3 separate regions of the Muntiacus reevesi genome follow, and regions 2 and 3 are each linked to region 1. A link is a contact called in public Hi-C data. All regions are on one chromosome and are shown on one strand. Each heading gives the region's core, a stretch centred on a gene start, on an enhancer-like site or on the middle of the called end of the contact. The rest is flanking DNA. Distances are from core to core; before and after follow the strand shown. Region 1 holds the start of ZBTB8OS (zinc finger and BTB domain containing 8 opposite strand). Region 2 holds the start of BSDC1 (BSD domain containing 1). Region 3 holds the start of YARS1 (tyrosyl-tRNA synthetase 1).

Region 1 (3,305 bases), core at 329-2,828:
AGAAACATAGTCAAATAACCACAATTCACAAATATCTTGACTTCTAAAGTCCTGAATTTTGAAGAAATGTACTTACTCAGTACACATGTAATTTTTAAAGGTTGTTCTGAGTGGCAGGTTATCATGTCACATTCATTTTTGCATTAACCAGATAGTACAAATGACTGTGAGATTCAAAATTTTTTTTGTTTAAAGAACTGCATTCATCATAATCACTTTTTGAAAGCTGACAAATTTTACACTACTGTTTGATCAACTACAGTTATAATACGCCTATTCAATTCAGTTATCAGAAAAAGAAGACATCAACATGTTTTCCCTTATCAGGTAAACTGCAAAGTAGTTTCACATTTTGTCTTTTTTGGCCTAGAAAAAAAATGTCCCCAATAGGTTCTGATCACGTGTCCGCTTCGGGTGACTGGAGAAAGGAAAACAGGGATAATCAATGTGAGAAATCTACACTGAGAACACAACAAAATAACATTCAACGGATTCTTATCACCTGGTTACATCTGGAAGCCACTGTGCAGTTAGGCTAGGCCACTCCAGAGCATGGGTCATCACCAAATCGTAAAGAAAAGGGGTGTTCTTTTTCCATATTTTGTATTCTTCGTTGATCACACGTTCTTCTACTGCGTCATCAAAGGCTGCTAAAAAATAAAAAACAAATTAAGTTAGTGACCACAGATGGAAACCGAGTAAACACTTCCAAAGCCACCGGCACTCTTAAATCCCGATTCTGAAATGGAGATCTATCTAAATCTCCCCGAGGCACAGCCACCAACGCCGCTCTCCAGCCTGACGGGGCTTTAACTGCTGGGCTCATCGCTGCCAAATGCCGTTAGCCGCTCGGGCGACGGCGTCGGGAGGAGCACAGAACCGGCGGGGAGGCCGGAGCACCAGCCCTTGCGGATAGCAAGCACTGAAGGGAGGACCCGGAGAGAGGCGAGCAGACCGACAAGGCGTGCGGAGAAGGACCAAACACCAGCCGGGGACCCAAATGTCTGCTTCAAGCCGCTGCGCCGGGCCTCTGCTCCGGAGGAGCTGGTGCGCCGTTAACCCGCCCCGCGGGGCGATTCTCCTCACGCCTGCGATGGCGGGGACGGCACTCAGTTGAGTCTGGCCTGTCCTCACTGTTAGGCCGTTTCGAGGCCGCTACGCAACCCGGCATCCCCCACTCTCCTGGGGCCGCCCCGGAACCCTCACCTTCCTTGTCGGCCATGGCGGGTAGGCAAGCCGGCGGGGATCCCGGGGTTGAACGTTGCGGGAGGGGCGGGGAGCCTGCGGGCGCTCGCTCTGCGCGCGCGGCCTCTATTGTTTCCTGCTGCCCCTGCGTGAGGGATGACTCGCGCACCTTCGCGCCAACACCGGCCAATCGGAGTGCGCCGAGCGGCAAGGTGGGCGGGGAAGTAGCGTTCGCAACCTATCCAGACGCGTAGAGTCTCTAGCCGCGGGGCCGAGGCGCGCGCTCCGCCCCTGCCCCCACACGGCCCCGAGCCGACTTCCTTCGCTTGCGCGCGCGCGGGTTGGTGAGAGTGAGCCGCCCGAGGTCACGTGAGAGGTTTAGGCCGCAAGCTCCTGGGGGGCAGCCATTTTCTTGAAGTGTTCAGCTAGCCCTTCAAAGTAGGGCTTTGAAAGAGAAATCTAGGATGTTTTCGGGTCTAGTTGTCCACTCTAGAGATAAACTGGAAAGAAAGGCCTTTATTATACCTCGAGATATCTAATTCAAGTGTTGTCCTATTCCTAGGTCCTCCAATATATTTGTTCCTTTACTTCTCAGGACTATTGATGAAGCACGTCCAGAAAATGGGTCCTTGGACTTTTAAAGAACTCCAAGCGGTGAGACCTAGAACGGAAGTCTCCAGAGATTAAGGTTTAGGGGATTAAGTCCTCGAGGATGGCGTCCTAGCCCTTTAAGGGTGTCTGTCTAGGGGCGGAGTCTTGGGCGGATGTTGGAGGTCCGGGCTGAAGTCTGGCTGATGAAGGGCGGAAGTTGAGTTTGGGTCCAAACCCGCAATCATGGCGCAGGAAGGGGAAGATGTAAGAGATTACAATTTGACTGAGGAGCAGAAGGCGATCAAGGCCAAGTATCCTCCAGTCAGTCGGAAGTACGAGTGTGAGTAGGTGGCTCACTTCTCTCCTTGCGGGAGGGCTCTGGCTTCCTCTTCCACTTTGCCTCATAGGGTGGCTCAGGCATTCCCATTTCGCCCTGTGTGAATGCTCTTCTGAACTAATCCCGGGAAAGCTGAAATGCTGAAGAATAAAGACACCTGGTCTGAGAATCAGGAAACCTGGGCTCCCACATATACAGTATCTTGAACTCTTCTTGTATATGCCTAATCACATTTATCTTATGGAAATTTTTGTTGTTTAGTCGCTAAGTCCTGTCAAATTCTGCTACCTCAGGGACTGCTGCTCGCCAGCCCCCTTTCCCCCCATCTCCTGGAATTTGTTCAAATTTATGTCCATTCAGTCGGCGATGCTATGGAACAATCTTATCCTTTGCCGCCCCCGATTTCCTTTTGCCTTCAATTTTCCCATCATCAGTGAAAGTCGCTCAGTCGTGTCGGACTGATTATGACCCCATGGATTATACAGTCCATGAAGTTCTCCTGGCCAGGATACTGGAGTGGGTAGCCTTTCACTTCTCCAGGAAATCTTCCGAACCCAGGGATGGACCCCAGGTCTCCCTCAATGCAGGCGGATTCTTTACCAGCTGAGCCAGCAGGAAGCATCAGGGTTTTTTCCAGTGAGTTGGCTGTTTGCATCAAGTGGCCAAAGTATTGGAGCTTCAGCTTCAACTATAGCCCTTCCAGTGGATATTCAGAGTTAATGTCGTTTAGAATTGACTGGTTTGATCTCCTTGCAGGCCAAGGGACTCCCAAGACCTTCTCTGGCACCACAATTCAAAAGCATCAATTCACCCGCGCTCAGCCTTTATGGTCCAGCGTTCACATCCGTCCCTGTGTGTGCATAGTCGCTCAGTCGTGTCGACTCTTTGCAACCCCATGGACTGTAGCCCATCATGCTCCTCTGTCCATGGGGATTCTCCAGGCAAGAATTCTGGAGTGGGTTGCCATGCCCTCTTCCAGGGGATCTTCCCAACCCAGATTGAACCCAGGTCTGCCACATTGCAGGCGGGTTCTTTATTATCTGAGCCACCAGGAAAGCCCCACATCCGTACAAGACTGCTGGAAAAACTGTAGCTTTGTCTACACAGACCTTTGAGGGAGTTTTACTGGTGTATTCATTGTGAAGATAGCTGTGTTTTCAAGTGTTTCATGTAACCACCCCCATCCCCACCT
Region 2 (3,305 bases), core at 340-2,839, 200 kb after region 1:
AGAACACCGAGAAGGAGACACCAAAGAAGTAGGAGGAAATTCAGAAGGGCAAGGTGTCCTAGAAGCATGTAAAGAAAATGTCTGAAGAATGAAAGTGATCAATTGTGTTAAACAAGATACCAATGGTTCAAATGAGATAAGAATTGCAAATTGGCTGCTGCTCTTGGTACCCTAACATTAATTCAAATGACTGTGGAGAGGCAAAAACTTCACTGAAGTGAGATCAAGAGAAAATGGGGACATGTGAATATAGGGAATGCTTCCAGGAGTTTTGCTGTAAAGGGGAGTAGGGAAATGGTGATGGGTCAAGAGAGGGTTAGTTTTTTGTTTGCTTGCTATGAAGATGGAAGAAATAATAGCATGCATGATGACAGAAATAATCTTGGAAAAAGGGAAATAAAATGGAGTGGGGGGAAAGAATTATTATAGCTACACCCATAGACAAGAGACAATGGATAGATAACTATCCAGGCACCTACTGAAGAGCACACGGAACTCTACTCAGTACTCTGAAATGACCCATATAGGAAAAGAATCCCCAAAAGAGTGGATATATATGTATATATATGAGGTCTTCCAGGTGGCATAATGGTAAAGAATCCACCTGCCAGTGCAGGAGACCTAGGAGATGTGGGTTGGATCCCAGCCCATTCTTGCCTGGAACATTTCATGGACAGAACACCCTGGCAGGCTACATTCCATGGGGTCACACGACTGAGCAACTGAACACAAATGTATAACTTATTCACTCTGCGGTACAGCGGAAACTAACACAAGATTATAAATCAACTACACTCCAGTAAAAAATTTTAAAAATTAAAGAGAGGACGGGATCTAGGCCAAAGTATGAGAGCGCAGATGCAGGCAGGTAGCAGATGAGGCGGTAAGTGAAACGGAGGCCTCATTCGGAAAGTTACCACACACACACAAAATCTTCCTCCTCCAGACACACACACACACAAACACACACACAGTCTTTCTCCTCCAGACTGTCTCCGGATTTCACACCACATACACACACACACACACACACACACACAGTCTTTCTCCTCCAGACTGTCTCCGGATTTCTCCAGACCACATCCAGTTCACGTAGTTTTGAACTGGGTCGCCAAAAATTGAGCTAACTAAATGTGTCTGTCTCCCCAATCTCCTGAGAGCGCCTCCCCGAGAGGTTGCATCGAAGACATCTCTGAATTTTCCTCCAAACCCCCACCCAGAGCTCCACGGACTGCGCTTGCTCAATTGGCCCGAAGAGACCCCAGGCTGCGGCTACGCGGCAAGTTTCATAAAGGGGGGCGGTCCTAGCCCTGCGCTCAGGGCCACAGACGTTCGAGCTCCAGGCTGGCTCGCTCCCTGCCTCCTCTCTACCCGTTTTACAACCCGAGCCCCCAGCCACACGGCCGACCTTGACCCAAAGCGGCCACCGTATCCGATGTCAGCGGATACCGACAGGCGTTCGACGTTGTGGGGGCGGGGCTAACATTTGGGGGTGGGGCCTGGAGACAATCTTGAGTAAGGATTGGACCGAGCTTTCAGGAGCGGAGTTTTAAGTCCGAACCCTGGATCGAGCCTGGACCGAGTTTAAGGAGGCGGAGTCTAATGATGGAGCCGGGCGGAGATGGGGCTGAGGACGATGTCGGCGCCGGGATTGGGCCGCGCGCTCCGGGGTGGTGCTTGAGGGGGCGGTGCCGTGTCGGATGTCAAAGGTCAGTAAATAGTGGTGATGTCATGCGGGCAAGATGGCGGAAGGGTGAGCCCGTCATCCAGTTCTGCGGGCGTTGGGCCCCGAATTCTCCCCAGGGCTGGGGTGCTGGGCCAGAGTCCCCCGGGGGAACGGGAGGCCAGCGCGGGCCTGAACGGAGCTGAAAGGGCGGGGTGGAATCGCAGCGTGAGGGGGTGGGGAAGCTGCCTGCGATGCCCCAGCCCACAGGCCACATCTGAGAGGGGAACTGAGACCCGATCATTGCGCGGGCCACAGTAGCACCGCGGGGCCGCCAGATGTGTCTGTCTTCCACAGGGAGGACGTGGGATGGTGGCGGAGCTGGCTGCAGCAGAGCTACCAGGCAGTCAAGGAGAAGGTAAGCTGGGCCAGCGCCCTTTCTCCGGTAGGGCCCCAAGCCATCTCCCTGCACCCTGTTCCGAGCCTGTCCCGCTGAACCTTGTGGGTTCCGGGCCTCGGGGACCGGGCTGACTTGGGCCCTCCGGGAGGACAGACCCCCGACTCAGACCAGTGTGACTCTAGCTACAGTGAAACAAAGATGGTCTTAAAGACTGGAGCTACCATGTCGTTGGAATCCGTGGGAAGGAGCGATGTATTCCCACTTGGGAAATTCACAGTTTCCTAAAAGAGAACATTTGATCTAGGCCTTGAAGAAAAAGGATTCTAGCGATAGAAACTTACTCCTATAGTCATGCAAATAGTGGAATGTATGAGTGTATGCTTGCGCACTCTCAGACTCTTTGGTCCTCAGGATACCGACATTAGCCCAACAGATGCAGTCTTGGGCCTCCCCAAACTCATGGTCTAGTGAGGAGACAGCAATCTCTGTGGGGTGAGTGAGGCTTGGCTCTGCCCGTGGACAATGCTAGTGTGTGTTCCTGTTTCATTCCATGCTGGTTTGTCAAAACCAACTCATCTGAATTCTGGAAAAAGTTAATTACTATTTAACCTCAAGCATCTGGGGTGAGTCCTGCTTCAGGGCAACTCCAGGAGGCTTCTGGCTTCAGTTAAATCAATGCTCTACTGTGTGAGCATTTTTATCCTCGCTGGCCTGCATACTAGCCTTTCAACTACAGCCCAGAAAACCTGAGAATGACCTGAGCTGTTTATGTTGTTAATGAAGACTCGGAGAATTTCAAACTGAGTTCTAATAGAAGGGACCTAAGAGTAGCTTGCTTCTTGTTGAGCAGTCTTCTGGAAGGAGAGCCTGACATTTGTTTAGCAAATGTTGTGTGAGGGCCTCCTATGTGTTACTGTGAAGGTTGGTCTTCCCATAACCCAAAAAAATAGGTAGTCAATTAGCCTTCCATGTTTGTTCTCTCATTTGAAGCACAGGGAGGGGGTATTGTTTTTGTCTTTGACAGTTCCCCATTTGAAAAGAAAAGACTTAATTTCCTACACTTATATGAACTTTGGCAAGATACTTAACCTCTTAAAGCCCCAGTTCCTCATCTGTAAAGTGGGACTACTAATACCTACTTGATAAAATTGTTGTCATGATTAAATGATGCTATATGTAAAGCACCAAAACAGTATCTAGCACACAATAAATATTAAATAAGTCCTTTTTTTTTTTAAGTAC
Region 3 (3,305 bases), core at 473-2,972, 130 kb before region 1:
CTCCCTTTCTATTTTTACCGTACCTAAGAAAACCTACTGCCTTAAAACACAAGCCTTACATTATTCAGGCCACTAAAACTGCAACACCAAACACAACCTCATACCCCTCTTTCAAGGCTCTACAAACCAAGACCATTACCAAGCTGGATCTGACAGGTTTGGCCAAGGGCAAGAATTATTTCCCAAAGACCCACTGATCTTTGAGCTTTGATTTCCAACCTTTCCTATGTGCAATACGTGTGAGACGTATAGCATTAAAGACACTCGGTGGCCTTTATCACTCCATGAAACGGACATAAAAGTTTAAGCCAAATTAAACTGAACTGCAATTATCTGTAAGAATTCTGCAACTCCCTTGGAGGTAACTGTAGATACTGCAGGAAAGAAAAACAACTCGGACCGCAAATCTCTGCTTTAGGTAACGGCTCACTTAGATAAGGGTGCCAGGACTTTCCTCCCACAGAAACCAAATACTACTCAGCTGAGGCAACAGGTTTCTTTTTAAAAAGAAAATGTTTTTTAAATGATTTAGACAGGATTGCTAAAGCTTGAAGCCTCTAACAAATCCATCAAACTGGAATCACGTAGGGGCAGCAGATGGGCAATTCAATCATTTCCTCTCCCGGGCCCTCCCGGCGTGCCAAGTGCCCGCTCTCATGCCCTGGAAGGAACTGGTGGCACGTCCGATCCTCGAGTGCTTGATCGCAGTTCGCTCAACGTAGGATAAGGCTTGACCGCCCCCAGCTCTCCCTTAGAAGCTCCATAGCCGCCGTACCGCACTGCCCTGCGGGCAGGGCCTTCACACTTCCCTCCTCCCCAAAGACCAAGAATTCCCGCCTCTCCGCGGAAGGCGGGAGCAGCTCGGGGCTTGCTCCCCATTCCTCCCCCAGCAGGAGCCAAACAGCCCCTCAGCAGAGCGGCGCGGTACACCCTCACCCTGCGGGTGGCTGCCCGTCCCACACCTCCGCTCTCCCCTGGGGCGGGCCAGCCTCTCTCCGCTGCCTACCCGCCGGCGAGGCGCGGCCGGAAAGACCGCGATTTTTTGCCTAGCAACACCCTCCCAGCCTTGGGGCAGGGGGAGAGGCAACCCCCACCACCACCTCCAGTCCCCACCCGCACCGGGCACAGAAAACAGACGTCGTTCGCCCCTCTCGGGTAACCAGACGGCACCCTTTGCCTGGGCAGGGTGAGGGGCATCTATCGTCGGCCGACGTGAATTGGCGGGCGGCACAGACACTCCCCCCTCCCGCCGCCATCACCTCAGAAACGAAAACGAGCCCTTCTCCCAGCAGGGTGAGGGCCTCAACCCCTCAACGGGGCGAACGGCATGCGCGGCCCTCTGGAGAAGCAACAGGCGCCCCCTTCCCTCTCCCAGCCGAGGGTCGCCGACCCCCGCTCCTCCCTCAGCTGTTCACCTCCGGAAGCCGGGCCACAGCCTAGGCGAACGACTGCGTCTCACTCCGCCCCCTGCGCCATCTTATCGCCCCCTCCCCGACCTCCCCCACCCCGAGGCTGCCGGGCCAGCGCCAAGGGGAGGGCAAACAGGCAATGATCGGCAGGAAACCGCCCCGCCTTTCAGAGGGTTGCGCCTGGCGCAGGCGCTGAAACCCCGCCCTCCACACCGCCTCCCCCCACCTACGGGCTCCACCCCTTTTCTTCTCATCGACCCGCTCGACACTTGGCTGTTCCTGGCTGCTGGTAGGAGGAGAAGGGTGCAGGCCTGTCAAGCCGAGGGACGAGTTCAGCTGATGCAACCTAACCTGGACTCGCGTGACAGTTTCCGGCACGCGGCGGCGGCGGCTGCGACCGAGAAAGGGGCCCGGGTGCCGGGCTAACTGCTGGAGACGGCAGCGACAGAGCCATGGGGGACTCTCTGAGCCCTGAAGAGAAGCTAAACCTTATCACCCGGAACCTGCAGGTGAGGCCTCGGGGTTGAAAGTGCGCGGTTGGGGACTACGGGCCGGAGGTCCAAGTGATCCTGAGCACCTCGACGGAGTCATAAATGTATGGTACCCGGGATTTCGCGCCGAGGCAGCTCTGAGAGAGATTGCAGTCCTTGCTGCCGGTCGGTCAGTCAGTCCGTTACTACAGAAATCACAGTGGTCTCACCTGTGTGCCATTACTTGTGTTGAGCCAGGCTTTGAATCCACCCCACCCACCCTATTGTGTTCCGGGCGCGGTGCTAAGGCGCTGGGGGGTACGTCTGGACCCTACCCTCCCAGAGCATGTCTGGAGGAAATCAGACGTTTGCAAGGACCCAGGATCCAGACATCTAATTAAGTCGAAACTAGTACTGAAAGGTGATTTACGCGGAGATCTTTATTGAAAGGAAGTTAGGAGGAAGGCTGCGGAGAGTGTTCAGGGAAAGCTGAGGAACTCTAAACTGCCCTGAGGGATTCGGATCACCTCATCACTTCACCTATGTTCTGCTGGTTCCAGAAACTGCAGGAGTAGAAGTTAACCAGAATAATGGGTGTTAAAAACGTGTCAGGTAGAGGGAACCCAGGTCAAGAGCCAGAGGGGAGAAAGAACCCATTGGTTCTGAGAGAAGGCTAGCTTGGCTGGAGGAAAGGAAGCAAAGTACAGATCAAGCACTTAGAAAATATTTACATTGCTCATTCTCCTGACTCTCTCAGGCCTCTGTTGTCATATCATCTGTGGCCTTTATTTAAATAACAAACCCCTACCAGAAAAACTGCCTCATCCCTTACTCTACCTTTTTTTATTTCTCCATAGAACTGATCACCATCTAACATACGGTACATTTTACTAGTTTGTTTAGGAGGAGCAGGAAAGGACCAGGTCATGAAGGTATTGTAGGAAATGTTTGACAGTGGGGTTTATTCTGAAGGCAGTAGCTTGCTTTTCTGTTTTTATAAGATACAATTCACATACCATAAAATCCACCCCTTTAAAGTGTGTGGGTCAGTGGGTTTTCTAGTAGTCACATGGTTGTTCAATTACCATCATTATTTAATTCCAGAGCATTTTCATCATCAAAAATAACCTGTATTCATTACTAATCACTGTTTATTCTTCCCCTCTCCCCAGCCCTAGGGAACCAGTAATCTGTTTTCTGTCTCTAATTTGCCTATTCTAGACATTTCATGTAAATGGAATCACAATATGTGGCCTTTTATGTCTATCTTCTTTCACTAAGCTTAATGTTTTCATGTTTCATCCATGTTGTTACACTTATCGGAACTCTGTTCCTTATTACAGCTGAATAATATCCCATTATATGTTGGATTCCTGAATCAGAAAGATCCCCTGGAGAAGGGAATGGCAACCCACTCCAGTATTCT

Evidence for each region. A called contact is a pair of places that touch in the nucleus more often than the background predicts.
Region 2: a Hi-C map of muscle shows a contact between it and region 1, with 3 times the contacts expected there. The contact joins the promoter of BSDC1 here to the promoter of ZBTB8OS in region 1. A contact is called at or near these places in 2 of 3 Hi-C or Micro-C datasets (blood and muscle).
Region 3: a contact with region 1 is called in a Hi-C map of muscle, with 3 times the contacts expected there. The contact joins the promoter of YARS1 here to the promoter of ZBTB8OS in region 1. A contact is called at or near these places in 2 of 3 Hi-C or Micro-C datasets (blood and muscle).

The regions. Positions count from the first base shown.
Region 1 is chr3:116,381,753-116,385,057 of mMunRee1.1, reverse strand. ZBTB8OS (zinc finger and BTB domain containing 8 opposite strand) reads left to right here and starts at 1,578. Exons shown (of 7, transcript XM_065930310.1): 1 at 1,578-2,120. The coding sequence starts at 2,020. It overlaps RBBP4 (RB binding protein 4, chromatin remodeling factor), which reads right to left and starts at 1,355. Exons shown (of 12, transcript XM_065930320.1): 1 at 1,207-1,355; 2 at 503-650. The coding sequence starts at 1,222.
Region 2 is chr3:116,184,685-116,187,989 of mMunRee1.1, reverse strand. It overlaps BSDC1 (BSD domain containing 1), which reads left to right and starts at 1,589. Exons shown (of 11, transcript XM_065930303.1): 1 at 1,589-1,709; 2 at 2,021-2,081. The coding sequence starts at 1,603.
Region 3 is chr3:116,513,667-116,516,971 of mMunRee1.1, reverse strand. It overlaps YARS1 (tyrosyl-tRNA synthetase 1), which reads left to right and starts at 1,722. Exons shown (of 13, transcript XM_065930318.1): 1 at 1,722-1,918. The coding sequence starts at 1,862. It overlaps S100PBP (S100P binding protein), which reads right to left and starts at 1,511. Exons shown (of 7, transcript XM_065930324.1): 1 at 1,416-1,511.